Regions from separate parts of the Hordeum vulgare genome. Here region 1 is linked to region 2. The links are chromatin contacts, called in public Hi-C maps. All regions are on one chromosome and are shown on one strand. Each heading gives the region's core, a stretch centred on a gene start, on an enhancer-like site or on the middle of the called end of the contact. The rest is flanking DNA. Distances are from core to core; before and after follow the strand shown. Region 1 holds the start of LOC123425438. Region 2 holds the start of LOC123424927 (30S ribosomal protein S9, mitochondrial).

Region 1 (4,124 bases), core at 497-2,996, 130 kb before region 2:
GGTAAAACTTTTCACAAGGTGAACATAATTGTGCATGATTGCTTGTAAAACTTTTCACAAGGTAGTAGCAACTTGGTAAGACATCATGAGTCTGAGGACATACCGCAAAATATATGGTGACTAATAAAAAGGTCCACCTGCAAAGCCAATCGGGGAAAGAAAATTAGTCAAAGGACAGTTAGGAAAAAGGGAACAGCACGACAAGTAATTAAAAAGGGGGTGCTTCTGAAATTCTGAGCCACTAACGGAAGATGGAAAACATTCTACTACAGACCAAACGTTTTTGCGGGGGCAGCGTGCATACTTTAGCTCTACAAAAGCAGGGCAAACATACGGACGCTGAAGGCAACTTCGCCCAGTGGCGAACTATGAACATGTGTGATGCTCCAGTTCTGCAAATGACATGGCTTCCCTAATCACGATGGCAGTGTGGTGAACTTTGACACACCAAAATGGTCGTGTCTTCAAGGGCGGCTGGTCGGGGCCACATTCCTCGTATCCACAATTTGAAACAAAAGATGAGGTATAGCGAAAGGCTGACTGGGCCGGGTTGCTCCTGCTGCACGCAGTGATGTAGCATTCCACGATCACAGTGCCTCGGGTGGGGGTTCAATCTTGGTGTGCTTGTGACCTATTCTCTTGCTATCAATGCAATGATGTTCAACCCTTCCATTTGTTCATGAAAAAAAGCAGGAGGAGTATAAACTACAGAAGTCCAAAGTCACTCTTCTTGATATGTACCATGCTTCACAGAACGACCCCTATTTAGAATATGATGAAACAGGGGTCAGTTTTTAGCGATTCTTAAGGCGAGGTTTCTCGGCTTGGGAACACTGGGAGGAGGGCTGAAGCGTAGTAATGACAAAGCTGGCCTTACCCCCACCCTTCAAGCTTGTAATTTCGTTGACTAAATAGCACAGTGTGAAGCCCTTTTGATGATCGAGCACCAAAATTACAGCCTAATTTGCTGCCCCCCTTTTAAGCTTTATTCCAAGCTCCGCCACTGTCCGGGAATCCTCCGTGCAGGGGAATACTGGATACACACTCTGCCGAGCAATTGCCGCTGCCAAATGCTAGTAATCGCACTGCATAATGCGGCTAAATGCACGGGAGTATAAACGATATGTACTGTGATTGTCTAGATTATTGGTGGCACTAATTAAGCTTAAGAGAGGATCAAGAGGAGGAGGGTGCGTACTGGGTGTAGAAGAAGAAGACCCTGGGGCCGTGGGGGATGATGTCGCGGACGAGGAGCGCGGCGGCGGCGGCCAGCGCGAAGGCGCGGTAGCCGAGGAGCCAGCCCGGGTGGAGCCGGGGCCAGCAGGGGAGCCAGAGGTCGGTGGCGCGGAGCGGCGCCGCCGTCCTCCGCAGCCGCGGCAGCAGCGCCGCCGCCAGCGCCGTTGGCACGGCGATGAGCGCGCCGCACACGAACACCTGCCACCGCAACCAGTACTCCGCGCCGTCCGCCGGCGTCGGCATCGCGCCCCCGTCCCCCCGCGAGGCCGGCGGAGAAGAGAACCCTAGCTGAGCCGCCCTGGAGGAGGAGGCGGCGGAGTTAACGCGGCCTCGCGCGCGGCTCCGGGTGGTAGTTGGGACTTTGATGCTGCTGGTGTTGTTGGTGTTGGGGCGCGGGACGACCACGACCGCCGCGGGCTGAAATAGACGTGGAGCGGTGGAGACGTGGAGCAGCGGCGGCCGTGGTGACCCGGGCCACGCGTTGTTCTTGTTGTGTGGCTGGTGGGAACGGCGTTAACCGATCGACGGCAGCGGCTTTCTTTCCTTCCGTCTCCACGGCGGATCCGACGGGGCGGCGGCGGCGCGGGCGTCTAGAAGGTCGACGCGATTTGGCGGCCGAAAATATGAATCGGGTGGATACTTTTTTGCTGGTCCACGCAAGCGAGCAGATTGAGTAGCTTACGGTAAACGGTAGCGAGAAATTTGAATATCACCGGCAAAAGATTGTCATATACTTTCTCAGTTTACAATATATTTTTAGACATTTTACTAGAAGACTATTACAAAAAAAAAATTATACTCTAACATATCTTTACCTAATAATAAAGAGGCTATCGCTTTCGTCGGAAAAACCCACCGAGGTGATTTTATAAAAAAGGCATTACTGTTTATAACATTAAACTCGTAATATATATTAAATATTTTTTAAAATACTCATATCTTTTAAACCGTAACTCCAAATTTATCATATTATACATGAAATTTGATTAGAAAAATATGTAGAATTTAAATATGATATTATTTTATTTGTTAAACGTTTAATAAAAATACTATCTAGGGTGCAATCTTAATAAATAAGTCATTATTCGTCTTTCTTTCATACCGGTACTCATCCGGGGTGGGGATGAACACGTCAACAAAATCAGGATTAGAGATGAAACTGAAGGTCATTTGACTGATTCTTTGTACGTATTAAATCTACATGCAAGCCGTGTTAAAATAGAAGACATGTACTGCATTTTTTAGGATAAGACCATCTTTATTTGTATCGTAACTATAAATTCTCAAATTATAGACATTTTTTATAAATTAAGAGCGTGTGCCGTGTGGTATTTCTTTCTCCCATTGCAACGCATGGGCCCTTTTGCTAGTGTCTATATAAATGCATATGTAATCACTAAGAAAATCTTTTAAAAATTTATATTTACAAACGGATGAAGTATAAATCATTAAAAAAATATGATAAATTACATACGGATAAAAAATTACATATGATGGAGCAAGATAAATGAATCCATATTTAAAATCATGTCTATATACAACCATATATAATTCTTAGTGAATATTTTTAAAAATATTTAGAAATAGATGAAGTAATTCATAACAAATCTTTCTAGTGCAGCATGTACGGATAAACACCGAAGGTAAATCTTCCTCCTGCAGCATGCACGGCCTCCGAGAAATTCTCCCGTGAAATAAAATAAGGAAAAAGCTTCTGTTCAATCGGCTGATCCAACCGATACATCGGCCTAGTGAACAGCCGTCCGATCATATGTGAAACAAAGAGTCTTGTGCTCTCCTTGTCCCACCCACCCACCCTTCTCTAGAAATATGCAGCTTCACCCAACGGCCAACGCATCTCTATCCTTTCATGAGTCAACGCCCGTTATCCATCCACAATTCTTCAGTGCTTCTCTCTCAAGCTCGTGGTCATGGTGTTGCAACTTTGTAGCGTCACCGCCCTGCCCGTTACTTTACCCCTGCCAGCGCATAGCGTTGCTATTTACGAATGCTACGGAGAAGCGGCCGCTGCTACAGGCCAGCCATCCCATCCCTGTGTTGGTGTTGCGTGCTCTCTGTGTTCTCGGTTTTTTCGGCAATGGTGCTCGACGGCTGTTCACATCGGCCTTTTAGAGAGATAATTGCATCTGTCATCCTGAAAGTTGACGGCGAGGTCCAGTCCAGTCCATAAAGTTGAGAACTGCTTCGATACGATCCTCATACACGGAAATACGTCATCAATACGGTCCTGGTACTTGGAGTTGCAGTCCCCGCTCTACGCGGCATATACTTATCACGAATACCCCCCTATGACACGTCACCGCGTGGCCCATCCGTCAGTTGAGACCCCACCCGTCAGCTGAGACCCCACCTGTAAGTTTACGGTCCGGCGCCGGCGAGGCGATGGCCAGCCTCAACGCCAAGGCGAGCACCGGCCATCTCCACGTCTACGGTCCGGCGCTGTACGACTACGGCGCCCCGCTGATGAAGGAGAGAGATCAGGAAGCGTCACTCCTCCTCCTCAAGATCCAGCACCACTACGAGGAAGCCCTCCGGCGGCTCACCGTGCGGTGGCGCTCCGACGTCTGCTTGGGAGTCTGCGTCGGACTGCTCGATCCGGTCTCCAACATAATCGCCAGCACCCTCGTCGCCGCCACAGAAGCTCCAGTTGACGCGGACCCGACGGCGGTGCCAGCACCCTCCTCGCCGCCACAGAAGCTCAGGGACGTGGAGCGGCGCTCCCTCGATGGCCTCGTCGCCTTCCTCACCTGCTTCTTCCCTTACCTCGTCGATTGGGAGGCCGTCAGGTACTTCTCCTCGCCGAAGCCGACCCCATCGTTGCCGCGCGCATCGTCGTCGAGTCCCGCGGCGTCAGGTGCTTCTGCGAA
Region 2 (4,362 bases), core at 1,285-3,784:
CACCAGAGTTGAATTGTTAAACACTGGTTCTTCTAAACCTACAATTGCAACAATATTTCAGAAGTTCTAGGATACTTGGAAACAACATGAAGAAATATATGCTCCTCCATGATTAAGCTTTTAGCTTCTACTGTACATAATAATTGTGAAGATACAATACTTCTCCTGAACCCAATCATAATTGAAAAGGCATGCATCGTTTTAAATTATTGAATGCATGCCAGAGTCATAGCATAGTGCTGTGTCATGTGAAGATGCAATTTATGAATATCTTAGTTCATGCACAAGTATCTGACCCATTTCAGTACATAAAACTCATGGAATATTACATGCATATGCTACCATAAAACTCATAAAACTCATGGAATCATATAAAACCCAGTATATCTACTTCTAACATGGTTGTAAAATACTACTTTCATATTGACATGACAATGGATATGCCAAGCCTATAGAGAGATCATCGAAGTTTTCAAACTGACCTGAGACACCACCACCTTTCACAGTACAAGCTACGTCCCAAAGCCCCAACGTCTTGGTCACAGTAAATGGCCGAAGAAGATCAGCTCGATGGTCCAAAATGGGGAAGTAAGCATCAAATTGCTTGTCATTGACAACAAACTTGCCATCACCAGGCTGAATCCAAACACGGGCAATGCTGCACTTCCTTCTACCTGTCCCATAAGCCCTTCCTTTCTCATCAACTTGTCTCACGCGTGCCTTAGCAATTTCCTCTTGCATTTGGCGTTCTACTTCAGCCCTGCTTGATGTTGCATTCATTTTCTGGATAGCTCTATCTTGTATTTCACTTAGAGGAGGCAATCCCGGTATTCCCCTGGCATCCTTCAAGAGGATCAAACTGTCAATCATATCCTCCGTAATACCAGAGGCAGAAATGAGATCCCCAAATGCACGATCCGGACCTGCAACCAGGGAAATTTTTTGTTATCAAACGGGGCGGGCTAGCGGACAATACCATTGTACAAATGTAGTGTTAATTTTAGGCCAGTGATGGGCTAATTATGAGCTAATTGATAAGTTTCACGGGACAAGCAGGATGCTACTTGCACCCCTAGTTATCACCGTGTTACTTATACCAGGATGCACAGTTGATCCCCACATACAGTTGTACTCAAACCAGAATAAAAAATTGTAAAATCATCACACGCACACAGCAGCTAAGGTCATACTATCTACTCCAATTGCTCTTGCAGAGGCACAAAAAAGAAAAAACACTATGAATTGATGATCATTAGAAGTGGTAAATAAACTAACCATCCATTTGGTCACTTCTATACCGTATTATTTTATTGGGCAGTTTACAACATGAATGAATGGTCTCATCTAAGGCAAGCACTACTGGGACAGACGTTACATACAAACTTGATCCCAAGTTAACCTTACAAAGCATTGAAACCAATGACATCCTAAACCATATGCAAATGTGGCATGCATTGACAAGTTCCCAGTCTGATATATGAATCCACAGGCTCTAGACAAGCGAATATCACAAAAATGGTATTTGCAGTTTTCAGTTCAAGTGCAGGAACCTAATATGATTACGAGTATGATCCTATAACTTAACCTTCGGCAATCAGTCAATTACTTAACTAATTCTGCATGCATAAACACAGCCATATGCAGAGTCACTTAACTAATCGGGCACCAATAAACACAACCACATGCACCCCAATTTAGTTACCAGAGTACCGGGAAATCAAACTGCACATATACATAATATTGATTTCTAGATCACCTTTGAGAGTCTCCATCAGCTGCTGCTCCCTCGCCGTGTTCTCCTGCCGCTGACGCTCCGCATCTTCCTCCTTCCCATCAACAAGCTCCTCGATCTGAGTCCCCTCATCCGCGATCCCCTCAACCCCCACAGCCGCGGCGAACGGATCGTCTGTCTCATCCTTCAAATCCCACGACCACGGCTCGGCCGGGGCCGCCTTCCTCGCGCTAGGCGCTGCCGCGGCCGCGTCCTTTCTCGCGGCGAACGGATCGTCCTTCTCATCCTCCGAATCCAACTTCCACGGCTGGGCCGGGGGCGCCTTCCTCGCCGTGGGCGCTGCCGCAGCCGCATCCTTGTAGATCTCCTCGAACACGTCGGCCTTGTCGCCGTCCTCCGCGCGGAAGTCCTTCGACCAGGGGTCCTCGACGACGGCGCTCGACCCTAGCGGCGCTTCGCCGGGGATGGGGACGGCGGCGGCGGGGTCCACATCGGCGAAAGGGTCTGGATCTTCGGAATCTTGCGTGAAGGCCCACGGCCTTCTGGTGTCGTCGTCGCCGCCGGAGGTGGAGAGGAGACGCGGCGAGAGGAGGCGGGCGGGGAGGCGGCGAAATGGAAGAGGGGCGGAGAGAGGATGCGCGGTCGAGGGCGCGGCGGCGGCGTTGGTGGTGGTCAGGGTCTGGAGGCCGCGCCGGAGATGGTGGGAGGGGTGGAGGAGGCGGCGGAGCAGCATGGTGGTGCGCGGAGGGGGGCGGCGACCATTCGTGGAGTGGTACACTAGGGTTTTAGCGGCATAACTGATTTTAGTTTTCTTGTATCCGCTTACTCTGGGCGGACGTGCCCTCCAGGGCCTTACGTAATACCAACGTGAAAGCGTATACTTGGTTGCTTCGTTTTCCACGGAGCGGAAAACACTTGAAGGCTTGAGCATGCATTCCAAGTTTCCAACTTCCGAGTCCACCCAACTTTTTTTGTTTAAGCTTGAAACATTTCATTCCATTAAGCAACGTGTCGAGCAGAATCATTGTCAACAAAAGACCGGACAAAAGTAAGGGCACACGGTTTGAGGCTCCTGCTTCATCTTTGACCCATGCAGCGTTAAAACACCGGCAACCTTATTACGGGCCCAAGGACAATGAACAATATCAGAAAACTAAAGTTTATAATGAAAAAAAGTTTTGATCTCCTTAAATAGGATGCCGTCTCTCCCCCCAACAGATGCTGCCACCGGGTGCTTTCACGCCACCATCTCGGTTCCCCTCTCGTTTTTCATCCAACGGCCAAGTCGTCGGTCGAAGGAGCGGCGGCCTTCTTATAGGTAGTGGTTTCCTTTAGTTGATGTTTTCCTAACGGCATCGATGAGGTGGAACCAAAAATTGCGGGTTGGAATAAAGTCTCTTCAGTCTTTCTCTACCTCGATGGTGTTTGACTCCACATTAACAAAGGGCATGTGAGGATAGGTATTGCTAAGCAGATGATTCTGAATCTGTTGTCTCTTTGGATCTTCGGAGCTGGTGCATCTATCAAAGGAATCGGCTAGATAGTTATTGACACCGTTGCTTTGACCTCTTCATTTATTTTGTTCTATGACAAGATATGTTTTCTACAACCTCTAGATTGGCGACAAAGGATTACAAGTCTACGCTGCATGGTGTAATGCCACAACCGATGTTCTTCTAACGTCTATTAGATCTAGTTGTTGCGGTCTTCAAGACCTTGTATGGCAAGAACATTTGCAAGTGTCACTATCACTTACTATTTGTTCAGAGTATTTTTCGAGCTAGAAGAAGGTTGGTTTTTTTATGTAATTTTAGTTTTTTTTACAAGTTATATTATGTTTTATTGTCCTTTGATATGATTTATTATACCTTGTTGGTGGATGGAATCTTGTTATCGTATCGTGTGTGTCCTTTAGTATGAAGCAATACACAATTGCAAGCCAACAAAGAAGATTGGGCGACGTCTAAATATCATGGTTTAAAACAAAACATCACACTTATGGATTACCTAATATTAGGTGGAAAAAATGCATATTACGCCCAGGAATAATAATTATGCTCTACATATTGGTGCTCAAGGAAGGTAATGTCAGAACATAAAAGTAAATAGGTAGGTCCATCACGGAGTAAAGCAAGGATTGTCATGTGATACATCTCAAACGTATCTACATTTTCAAGCAATTTTTCTCTCGTTTTGGACTCTAATTTGCATGATTTGAATGAAACTTATCCGGACTCACGTTGTTTTCAGCATAATTATCATGATGTTATTTTTTGCAGAAATAAAATTTCTTGGACTCGGACAAAACTTTTTGTGGATTTTTTCTGGAATAAAAAAATAATGGAGCAAAGACCCACCAAAGGGGGCACCTCTTGGTGCCAAGCCAACAGGGCGTGACCACCCTGTTAATGCTTGGGCCACCAACAAGGTATTGATAATAGTTGGGATTCTTTCCGGTGATTGTCGTAGCTTGAGGAGTTCATGTATTCACTATGTGTTAATGCTTTGTTCCGGTTCTATATTAAAAGGAGGCCTTAACATCCCTTAGTTTCCTTATGAACCCTATTGCCTCGGGAGGGTAGGACAAATGATGTCAAGCAAGTTAAATTATAAGCATGTATGACTATATA

The links. A called contact is a pair of places that touch in the nucleus more often than the background predicts.
Region 1: a contact with region 2 is called in a Hi-C map of leaf, with 2.5 times the contacts expected there. The contact joins the promoter of LOC123425438 here to the promoter of LOC123424927 in region 2. A contact is called at or near these places in 2 of 6 Hi-C or Micro-C datasets (both in leaf) and 1 of 1 datasets of contacts at active chromatin or transcription factors (embryo).

What each region holds. Positions count from the first base shown.
Region 1 is chr2H:57,793,840-57,797,963 of MorexV3_pseudomolecules_assembly, reverse strand. LOC123425438 reads right to left here and starts at 1,746. Exons shown (of 8, transcript XM_045109141.1): 1 at 1,199-1,746; 2 at 104-137. The coding sequence starts at 1,746.
Region 2 is chr2H:57,663,548-57,667,909 of MorexV3_pseudomolecules_assembly, reverse strand. It overlaps LOC123424927 (30S ribosomal protein S9, mitochondrial), which reads right to left and starts at 2,534. Exons shown (of 5, transcript XM_045108612.1): 1 at 1,757-2,534; 2 at 483-923. The coding sequence starts at 2,465.